Regions from separate parts of the Macaca mulatta genome. Here region 1 is linked to region 2. Evidence: chromatin contacts called from public Hi-C data. All regions are on one chromosome and are shown on one strand. The core of a region is the stretch at or near the end of the contact, and the rest is flanking DNA. Distances in the headings are between cores, read along the strand shown.

The links. Hi-C and Micro-C count contacts between places; a contact is called where the count stands out from the background.
Region 1: a Hi-C map of CD4 T cells shows a contact between it and region 2, with 3 times the contacts expected there. The contact joins the promoter of FBXL3 here to the promoter of CLN5 in region 2. A contact is called at or near these places in 4 of 14 Hi-C or Micro-C datasets (CD4 T cells, blood, fetal cortex germinal zone and 1 more).

What each region holds. Positions count from the first base shown.
Region 1 is chr17:71,818,777-71,824,220 of T2T-MMU8v2.0, forward strand. FBXL3 (F-box and leucine rich repeat protein 3) reads right to left here and starts at 2,951. Exons shown (of 5, transcript NM_001261635.2): 1 at 2,669-2,951.
Region 2 is chr17:71,784,042-71,789,826 of T2T-MMU8v2.0, forward strand. CLN5 (CLN5 lysosomal BMP synthase) reads left to right here and starts at 2,404. Exons shown (of 4, transcript XM_077973868.1): 1 at 2,404-2,623; 2 at 5,461-5,626. The coding sequence starts at 2,451.

The DNA.
Region 1 (5,444 bases), core at 1,701-4,200, 35 kb after region 2:
ACTCTGAGAATAGATTTTTTTTATAAGTTTAGAGAAAAGTGTATAATCTACATTGTAATCTTTAATATTGTCTCTCCTAATAATAATCCCTCACTAGAGGTTGAGATAACACTGTCATTATGACCCATTTTTCTGCTTTAACTTACCCTGAAGGCTTATTTTAATTTTAGTATATAAAATTTGGGTCAAAGAACAAAGTGTTTGCTATCCAGAGCTTATAATTTCTCTTCTGACCACCTAAAACTACTCACAATTTTGAGATACAGAGATTCAAAAAAGAATGACAGTCTTCGTGATTTCTACACCTTATTATAGAATACTGATTGCCTGTTTCTGGAGAACAATCTTCTAAAACCAGAACTAGACAACTTAAAGACGGAATGATTCATTTTACTTGAGAGTATATGGATATATACATGTATAAAAAGGTAGCCTTATTCACATAATAATCTTTGCTAATAAATACCTTGCTGGTCCTAAAAATAGAAACTTTCTTTTGTCTATTATAGTACTGTTTTAAATAAAATGTACTTAAATACCTTTCCAAGTTCAGGTTAAAGAAGTTGACAAAAATTTTTTTAACAGTATGCAACACTAAGGGACAGTATCTCTTGATCTAGATATAAAAACACTATATGATCACCAAAGCATATTTTAAGCACTTACCAGTTTACAAATAGCTGAATTAAGTCTGTAAACTGTCCTATGTAATATGTTTATGTCACAATTACAGTGCAATAAGCAATGGAAAAAAATCTAAGGCCAAATTCCAATAAAAACAGCCTCTGGACTATCCTCATTTTTGCATGAAAATAACAGGAGTCAGTGGACACTTAATAAAAATTTTACATGTCAATTTTCCAAGTTGGTTTCCTTTATGTATGAAAAAATTTACACTACTTTAATAGTATCTTATTAAATCTATTTACACATGAAACTCTGCTATACAGAAAATTAAACATCTCAGAGCATCTTCCAGCCTGCAAATAATTTACATCAATGGGCCCTATAATTCCTATTTTTGTCAAAGTGAAAACACCTCTTATCTTTCAACAGAAGTGTGGAGGACCAAGCTGTACTATAAAACGTCAATAAGACTTTCTAGATTCTAGAAATCTAGAGCACCAAAACTAGGCCTCTTCAGGACTCTGGCAGTTTAATTTCCTGCAAAGTTTCTAGGCCCCAAATAATGCAACTTAGGCCACCAGAGCTTTTGGTGAGGGACTGATACGACTACAAATTGCTAAATAGCAAACTATTGAGGAAAGACCACAGGCTAGCTGAGCAGCACAAGGAGTTAGTGAGCTAACTCTATGTTCCATAAACTTTGAGGTGGGCACCGTGGGCCACGCCTGTAATCCCAGCACTGTGGGAGGAGAAGGCAGGCGGATCGCTTGAGCTCTGCAGTTCGAGACCAGCATGGGCAACACGATGAAACCCGTCTCTACAAAAAATACAAAAATTAGCAGGGCATGCTGGCCCACGCCTGTAGTCTCAGTTACTAGGGAGCTTGGGGTGGGAGAATCGCTAGAGCCAAGATCGCGCCATTGCACTCCAGCCTGGGTGACAAAGTGAGTCCCTGTCTTAAAAAAAGAAAAAACTTTGAAAGAAGCAGTCAACTTCATCATTAGATCAAGACCAGAAGTGAACAGCTAGCTGTGTCCATCATTGTATTAGGCACTTTTACACTGGCCATGCAGTAATTTTAAATGCCCATTTGTAGTTAACTCTAAAAAGCCTATTTTGGCATCGCAGTTCCTTTCTGTTCTGCTTTCACTAATATCAAACTACTATCCATTCTTCGGCTGAAATACAGTAAAACACTATAAAGAGGTTAACTCACAACTAAATGTTCAGAGAGCACACGGTGGCGAAAATGTGTCCACAGGTCATAGAGATAAACTGATAGTTGATGGCACTTTTATAAATATTTCAGAGATAACAGAAACTAAGTTACTTTTTTTTTCAAGTTAGAAAAGGAGGATTCTAATTAAAACATCTGGGTCACTCAACTGGACATTAGCAACGACGAAATAAAAATGATCTCTCCCACCTCTCAGCTTGGAGATACTCGGCTGCTTCCTGATCCCTGTCTGCAACTCCACCTAAAGGACTGCCCACGCCAAAGGCAGGCGCGCAGCCGCTCAAGTTGACCAAGTTTTTCGCCTGGCTAAGCGGCGGGGGCGTCCCATCCTCCCTGCGCCACCTCCCGATTGGCTTCCCCTGACATTTCTCATGCGCCCCACCCTGGGCACTTTGACATTTCAGTGCCTCATTGCTCAAGCTCCCAGCACCGGCGTAGCCGACGCCGGGAGAGCCCCACACAGTGCAAGTTCCACGGTGCCTGTCCCCAGCCCGCGCCAAGGGTCATAAAGCCAGGCAGGAGCCGCGGCTAGCCCCGGAGCGGCGGCGTCGCGGGCACGCTGCAGGCGGCCGCCGCACACGCACCACGCCTTGTTGACATGTTTGGAAGCAAGCACAGCGGGGAAACGCCCCCAAGCAAGCTCCAAGGTCTGGGTGCCGCGCCCCGCGCCACGCCCGGCACTCCTGAGGAGCTGCCAGCTCGCGCCCCGGCCCCCGCGCCCCCTCGGCCCGCCCACAGACGGTCCGCGGTCCCTCCCCGGCCCCGCCGTCGCAACAGGGCTCGGCCCTGTCCCTCCGCCGTTACCTGCTGCCGGGGGCGGCTTCCCCCACACACCACCCCGTGCTCCGGGGACGGCGGCGGCCGCAGGTCCCGCGGCTCTCACATGAGGCGCCCCTGGCCCCCCGCTTCGCGCTCCCGCGGCCCCCCGCGCTTCTCCCGCATCCGAGGCGCTGGTCCCGCGGAGGGCGCCAACGCGGCTCCACCTTTGCGGCTCTGGCTGCCCAGAGAGAAGCTTTCCTTCCCAGTCCCACGCTGTCTGCGCCTTGTTCAGGGACCCCCGGCGCCGCGACAGACTACCTCAGCGAGCGGCTGCCACCGCGTATGCTTCCTGCGCCTCTGCTACAGACAGCGAGTCTAAAATGGCGCCCAGGGCTCGCGGCCGCGCGCTTCACCGGCGCGTCCCGGCCCGAGGGGGCGGGGAGGGGGCGGGGCGGGGCGGAGCCCGGCGGGAGTGGGGCCGCGCCCAAGCGGGAGCGCGCGCTGCGGCCTCCCCTGCCTCCCCGCTGTGGGACGGTCTTCTGCTTTCCTGCCGTAGATGTGACTCCCGCTTGAAGGGGATTTTTTTTGTTGTTTTGAGACCGAATGTGGGAGGGCTGGAGCTAGCTTTATGTGGAAGAGACTGTCTGTGGCTGAAACGGGAAGGTTTAGGGAGGTGGAGCAGAAAAAAGAAAGGAAGGAGTCCCCCCGGAGCCTGCTAGGGACCGCGGCCCGTGGGTGGCCGCCCCGATGCCTGAAACCGAGGGGTTACAGTCTCTGAAGACCCGCGCATCGGTGTGCCTAAGTGGTGCTTAAAAGATGCCAAGGAATTGTACCAGAATAGTGACAGTATTAACGCTGGGATTGCAGATGATTTTTATTTTTCAAAATTTGTATTTCCCAATATATTTGTAAAGTGACTTTTATCATTAGAGTTATTACATTTTAAAAACGACATTTGCTTTATGAAATAGAGTCCTGAAATTTGTAAATAGCTTTTGAAACACAGTGGGGAAAGTAAAGGATTACAAAGCTGCTGAAAAGAAAACCTCTGGTGAATCCTTTTGTAAATCAAGGCATCTTTGTGTGTAACTGCTACCTAGTTGACTTAAAGTTTGGATTTTTTGATACTGGATTTTCTTAAAGTTAGAAATATTCTTAGGTACAATATCATAAGTTGAATCATGCGCCATTCCTCTCTACACCTCCAAAAAAAAGAGAGAAATTAATTTTCCATTCAAAGGTGTCTTAGAACACTCAGACCCATGTGTAAGAGACTGAAAAGCAGCGGTGCCCAGGGAGCTCTCCGTTCTTCCCATTTTCCCAAGAAATTGAGCTGGGAAGCCATGTATAAAGTTACACCGAAGTTCATTGTGAGGCCAGGAGTGGTACAGACTTATACCTGTTATCCCAATATTTTGGGAGGCCAAGACAGAATGATTGTTTGTGGTCAAGAATTGGAGACCAGCCTGGGCAATATGTCCAGACTCTGTCTCTACAAAAAAATAAAAGAGTAATAATTTAAAAAATTAGACAGGCTTGGTGTAATCCCGGCTACTACTCAGGAGGCTGAATCGGGAGGACGGCTGGAGCCCAGGAGTAGGAGGTTACAGTGACCTATGATGTCACCAGTGCACTCCAGTCTGGATGAGAGTGAGACTCTGTTTCTATAATAAAATGAATTCAATGTGGGGAAATGCCAGTGTTGTTTGTTTGGTATTTTTTAAGGGCATGCCAGCTGTCAGATCACTGAATCAAACTGTACAAAGTCTCTACTAGCATAAGAATGTGGATTTACCTGAACTACAACATTTTTTTAGGTCTCTCAGTGACTAGATGATGAGGAACAATAGGAAGTTCTAAGAAAGACAGTGATAATTATCAAAGAAAAACAAATAAGTCAAATACAGGCCCATTTATTTAAAGTTGAGTGAACGGTATAAATGATCAGCAAAATACATTAAACCAATTCAGTAAACATGATGAGCATGGGTTGCGTTACGTTAATATTGTATCACATTAGTTATGTCACATTCCAATCATAGTTCTTTTTTTTCACCAGTATGATCTATTCTCCTCCTAAACAAGACAAGGACCTTGGCACACTTGACCTATTGAATATCCCTTTTCTTCCCTGTTATTGGCAAAGATTTTATTTCACTTTTCTTTTTTTGAAAAAAGAAACGTGTTTTTTTTTCAATCAGTCAGTACTTATTTACATTTATCAATTGTATCATCAAGATTAGTGGCATGGTGGGTGGGAGAAAGGATGAGTGTGAAGCACATTGATCCAACAGGGAAAAATAATTTATTACTGACCCTGTTTGGAATTGCCAATGCATGTAGTAATAAAAAGCAGATGAACAATTAGTCTCTTTATTATTGTTTTCAATTATCCACAGACAATGTACCCCTTCACCATGTAGAATGGTGTAGACTATTCCCACACCACCCCAGCCTTGGTACACCAATGATCAGGATAGATTAGATTATGTTGCAGTAGTTCCTTAAATACCATCCTGTAATTCCTTGTTTTTGACGACCTTTACAGTTTTTAGGAGTACTGCTTTAGTATTTTGTAGAATGTGCCTCAATTGGGGTTTGTCTTAGGTTTTTTTCTCATAATTACATAGGGACTGTGGATGTTTTAGAAGGAAAACCACAGAGGTATAAAGTACTGTTCTCATCACATCATATCAAAGCTACATCTATTAATACGACTTATCCTTGTTGATGTCAACATTAATCAAAGATTGAGATCAAGTTGTTCTACTTAAAGTTACTTTTTTCCCTCTCTTTTTGTACTGGAAGAAAGTCACTATGT
Region 2 (5,785 bases), core at 1,154-3,653:
CGTGGAAGGCCAGAGCCACATGGTCCTAAGAGTTGGGCACCGGGAAGCGTAGGCTGATCTGAAGAAGACACTTCAATCATGGGTGATGTTAAAAATTTTCTCTATGCCTGGCGTGGCAAAAGGAAGATGACCCCATCCTATGAAATTAGAGCATTGGGGAACAAAAATAGGCAGAAATTCATGTGTGAGGTTCAGGTGGAAGGGTATAACTACACTGGCATAGGAAATTCCACCAATAAAAAAGATGCACAGAGCAATGCTGGCAGAGACTTTGTTAACTATTTGGTTCGAATAAATGAAATAAAGAGTGAAGAAGTTCCAGCTTTTTGGGGTGGCATCTCTGCCCCCACTTACTGATACTCCTGACACTACAGCAAATGCTGAAGGAGGTTTACCAACAACCATGGGAGGGCCTCTTCCACCACATCTGGCTCTCAAAGCTGAAAATAATTCTGAGGTAGGGGCCTCTGGCTACGGTGTTCCTGGGACCGAGGAGCCAACTTGAAGGTGAAGCACCGTCTCTAATAAATAAATAAATTACAAGTGGCACACACTTGTAATCCCAGCTACTAGGGAGGCTGAGGCACGAGAATTACTTGAACCTGGGAAGTGGAGGTTGCGGTGAGCCGAGATGACATCACTGCACTCTAGCCTCGGCGACAGAAGGAGACTCCGTCTCCAAAAAAATAAATAAATAAATCCAATACCAGGAAGTGCTTTCTTACCATGAGAGCTCCCCACAAACCAGAGTGAGAAGACAGATACAGCAGAAGCAGGACCAGAGGTCTCCACCACTGAACCAGGTCAACCTGAATTTGTTTTTGTAGCTCTGGGAAGTCTTGAACTGAATGGGAGGTTCTACTGTGGCCCTCTAGTGTATGGTTCCAGGATTTGTAAACACTCTAATTCTTGTTTTTTGTTTTGTGTTGGTTTTTGTTTTTGTTTTTAAGCTGTTCCTGCTAATTGCTTTTTAAGCCAGGCTCAAGTGTGGGTCCACAGGGAATACTTCAGGTGCCCTTCGAATCAGATACTAGTTTCAGCCCTCAGGGCTAGAATGCTTCCCGCTGTTACTTGGGCAGGTCTTTGAAGAAGCCAGTTTAGCCTTGGTAGTTTTGAATTTGGCCATAGTATAGGGAGGAGAGCTAGGTAGCTTTCAAAACGCTCAGACAGATGTGTGGGAAAATGCAGCCCGGTCTGAACCTCCGCAGGAGCCCCGCACCTGGTGCAGCAAGTGGGCAAAGGAGTGTGTGTTCAGGGCAGGGTACTCAGTCCCATCTGTAATCGAGAGATCTGGAGGGTCCGAGGAAGTCAGTGACACCCCCACAAGCCACACACCTTCCAATGGATTGTGGAAGAGATCTGGAGGGCCTGAGGAAGTCAGTGACACCCCCACAAGCCACACACCCTCCAATGGATTATGGTGGTCATCCCTGGCTACCGAAGCCACCTTGCTTATTCCCATAGCCTTACAAACATTATGATGCTTCACACGAGTTGTGGGTGAAGTGAAAGAGTTGGAAAGTCCCGGTCTAAGGCTCTGCAAAACTGCTCTCTGGTAAAAACAAGTGACTATGGCAAGGCCTTGAATGTACTACGTACAGACTTAAGTCAGTATTTGTGCCTAACAGCAAAGCAAGCCATGAGAGGTTCCTCAAAAGTCAGGTAATTGATGCCATTGTTTTCTCGACATGGTTGAAGAGTCAGAGAAGAGAAGGTGATGCAGAAGCTTCTTTCCAGTTAAGTGACAGATCCAAGCAAGGAACACCTGCCGGTGGCGGGAGCGGTAGGGGAGGGGTGGATTCGGCAGCACTCGGGTAGTGGCAGGGACCACATATTGTCGGTGTTTAACCACTTTTATCACTGGCCCAGGTCGGGTGAGGACAAGTCATTTCCCCACTAAGCTCTTGGGGAGTGGCAGGGACCACATATTGTCAGTGTTAACCACTGTTATCACCGGCCCAGGTCGGGTGAGGACAAGCCATTTCCCCACTATTGTCTCTTCTTCCTTACTGCACCCCCGGCTCCGCACCCTCAGCCCCAAATACACATTCTCATTCACTCAACGTTTGTTGACACCTAGCGTGGGCCCTGTGTGATGGGGTAAAAGTTCGGTGTTGGGAGGAGCCCCAGTGACAGATTTTCGGTTTTGGTTTGGTTTTGGTGGTGGCTGCTGGGCAGGGACAGGTCAGTTCATAAAAGAAGAGGCCCCAGGTCTGGATCGAATTCTCCTGGGAGCCAGACCAAGGCGCCTTCCTGGACTGAAAAGTGCGGCAGCCGCCGCGGGCAGGGTGCGGGGAGGCGTCACGCGCCGGAACCTGCGCTTGCTGCCAAGCTCTGGGCCTGATTAGCCGGGGTGGGGCGTCCCGCGTCCTGGGCTGGCGGCTCCGCGCATGCTCCTCCCTCAGGCGTCGCAGGCCTCCAGAGGATCCGGAAGCACTGGGTGCAGCCTGATGGCGCCGGAGTTAGACACCGCACAGGGCGCCAAGATGCGGCGGGGCGCGGGCGCGGCTCGGGGACGCGCTTCCTGGTGCCCGGCCGTGGCGCTGCTATGGCTCGCGGCGGTTCCGGGCTGGCCCCGGGCCTCGGGCGTTCTCTCCCGGCGCCACTGGCCGGTGCCCTACAAGTGAGTGCGGCGGCACGCGCACTGTCGGGGTCGGGGTCGCAGTCGGCGTTGCCGATGGGGGACGGGGTGCTCGCGCGGGGAGCCCCGCGCACGGTGGTTTGTGTCGGATCACGAGACGGCGCGGGGGCAGCGCCGGGTGATGCTCGGAGCGCACTTGAGAGCAAAGTTGAGGACTGGGGAGTCGCAGCCGCTTGTTATGCACAGCCCTGGGATCTTTCCTCCCTCTGGCCACTTGCGGCAGACTCAGGACAGTCCCGAATCTTGGCAGCAGAAAAGGAGAGTAATGTTATTTAATGGAGGGATTTCTGGATACAAGTAGCTGATTTATTGAGTAGTTTAAAAACACTGTCTGTCGCATTTATTTATATCATGCACTGTCATTAGTTATTACTGCGGAACATTTGGTACAATTTACTGGGCGACCAACTCGCTCTGGTTTGAACCTGATCAGAACCCGATCCGAAGTCCTTATTGGAACTTCCCAGTTTTGCACTCAAAAGTCCCGCATCCCGGAATCCCCGTCTCCTGCAGTCCTGGTTAGACCGGGAAGATAGTCATCGCGTTTGTCCGGTCTTCAGCCTGGAGGTAGGACGCCGGTCCTAAGACGAGGACAGGGCCCGCACTCCTGGGAGGCCGATTCCAGCCTTTGACAGAGAAGACACACAGCCTCCGGCGGTCAGAGATAGCTAAACACAGAGAAAGAAAACATGGTGTCAACATCAGGCAGGAGAACGACCAGCAGTTTCTGAAAACAGCTGTTTTTCTTTAAACCAAAAGCATCATTATTTTAATTCAATTTATAATGGACATAATTTTAACATACCAGCATAAGTAATCAACAGCTTAAAACTGCACACAACAAACCTGAAAAATAAAAACAGCTATTTTGCATGACAGTATGAGTGGGAAGGCAGGATTTCCTCTTTGTGAGGAGCAAGTTTTAGGTTCTGCCTGCTGCGGGTCAAATCTGGCTCCATCATCACCAGGGATCTTGGGAAAGTTACTCAGAATCTCTGTGCCCACATGCCCTGAGTCACACAATAGGAATAGTGGTAGCACTTATCGGTTTGCTGGAAGGATTAAATCTAGCAGAATGCCAGCTGTTATCAAATCTAGCTAGTGTATTCTGCTCACTGAAAGGTTTGCAGCACTGTTTTGTTTCGTGTGATATACTACGTGGAAAGAGAAGTTTGTGGTTGAAGCTAGTTTTCTGAAAAATGTTAATAAAAAACTGTTTGTAAGAAGTCAAAATTACTCAATAGAACAAGAATTGTAAATCCAAACGCTTTGATTGAACATTAGGGCAAGGTGTTGACCATAGCTTTTTAGTGGATTTTTTTTTTAAGTCTCAGATATTAAGTACATGCCCCCATCTGATCCCCTCAATTGAATATAATATTTAATTTTATTAAGTTCACATTTAAATTACCTTTGAACTAAAAGACTTTGCTGTGGGTCAGTGCAATCTCTATGTGATTATGTATTTGTTTAAACCAGGTAAGTGCCTATAAAACACTGTACCCAAGTGGCAGAAGCTTTTGGGAACATTGTTAATGTTTTTGGTCAGCATAAAGATTTTAACTTCTTAAGTTAAAATAGAAATTTTTGTTGATTTGTTGGGATTGTAAAACAGTAGATCTGGGTTGGGGATCTAGTATTCTTAGATAGAAGCTCTTGTCACCACCACTTCCTTCTTTCCCAATGCCAGATTATGGGTGACCAGTGTGTCTGCTGAGCTGAATTCAACTGTGGTGCTCCTCGAGTCCTATTGCTATGGCCTTCTCTGGTCTTCTTTTCTTGCCTGCATTGTTGAGGTCATCTTCTAACTGATCTCTCATGTTTAATTTGGCCTCTCTCCCTACCCTCTTTTAATTCATGAAATAAGGTTTACTTTATAGCAAATTCAGTCCTATCAGATCTGCTACTTAACATCCTTTAAGCTTAGCCCCCCCCAGTTGTAAGGCAGGGAATTCCATGCACATTCTCCTAGTGACAGAATGACAGCCCCTGCCAGTCTCTTCTGTCTCCACTCGTGCATTGAAGCCTGAATCCTAGTCTTCCGTACCTACCGGAGACCAAATGTGCCAGGCTTGTCTTATAATACTTAACATTTCCTCTGCCTTTCTGTCTTAACCTTCTAGCCAAGTACGTTAAAAACGTAGGCCTGGCCTTCATCTCTTTCTTTGCCCTCCCCACCCCATTCATCCCATACCTGGTTAACAATGATTTGTCCTTCCTTTGTGCCAGGTAGAACTCATTTCTTTAGTCTAGCACATCCCACACTCATTACTTGTTGAATGTCTTTGCAGCTCCCACCCACAGAGAAAAGCAACAGTGTTTTAATTTCTGTTTCCCTCCTTCTTCCTATAGTTCCCTATATACCTAGTAGAACCTCAATACATATTGGTTGAATGTTATTTTGTAAGTAAATATAAAATATATACTATGACTCATAATCATCTGAATAATCTTAATGTATGGATTGTTTGTAAAACTGAACACATTGGAAAAATGTTCATTTAATCTGTAAACATTTGCAAATGTCTACTATGACCTGGAGCTATAAAATTTTAAGATAGGATTCCTGTCTTCAAAATTTTCACAGTGGGATCAGGGAACAGGGAATCCTGGATTTATCAGAGTGCTTTGAGTTTATCATTTGCTATTAAAAACATTATTGGAAGTTTGTTCACAAGATAACAAAATGTATGTTTATATTTATTAACTATGGTCTGACCTTTGAATGGTCCCCTAAAAATGTTACTGGATTCTAAAAGATGGGAGAAGAATCCAATTCCTGTTGGAATCTAAGTAGATGGTTTCTTTTTCTTTATTAGACGCTTTGACTCCCGTCCAAAACCTGATCCTTATTGTCAAGCTAAATATACTTTCTGTCCAACTGGCTCACCTATCCCAGTTATGGAGGGTGATGATGACATTGAAGTCTTTCGATTACAAGCCCCAGTATGGGAATTTAAATATGGAGACCTCCTGGGACACTTGGTAAGGATGCATCTTGGTCTTACAACTTTGGTTAATTCAATGATTTGGTTATTAAGTTGATTTTTAGGGAGTAATCACTACTTAGATGGCTGACTTTAGATCATGTTGGTGTTTCTCTTAGTACATTTAAAATGAGTAGTCAAAAATAGTTACTATTAG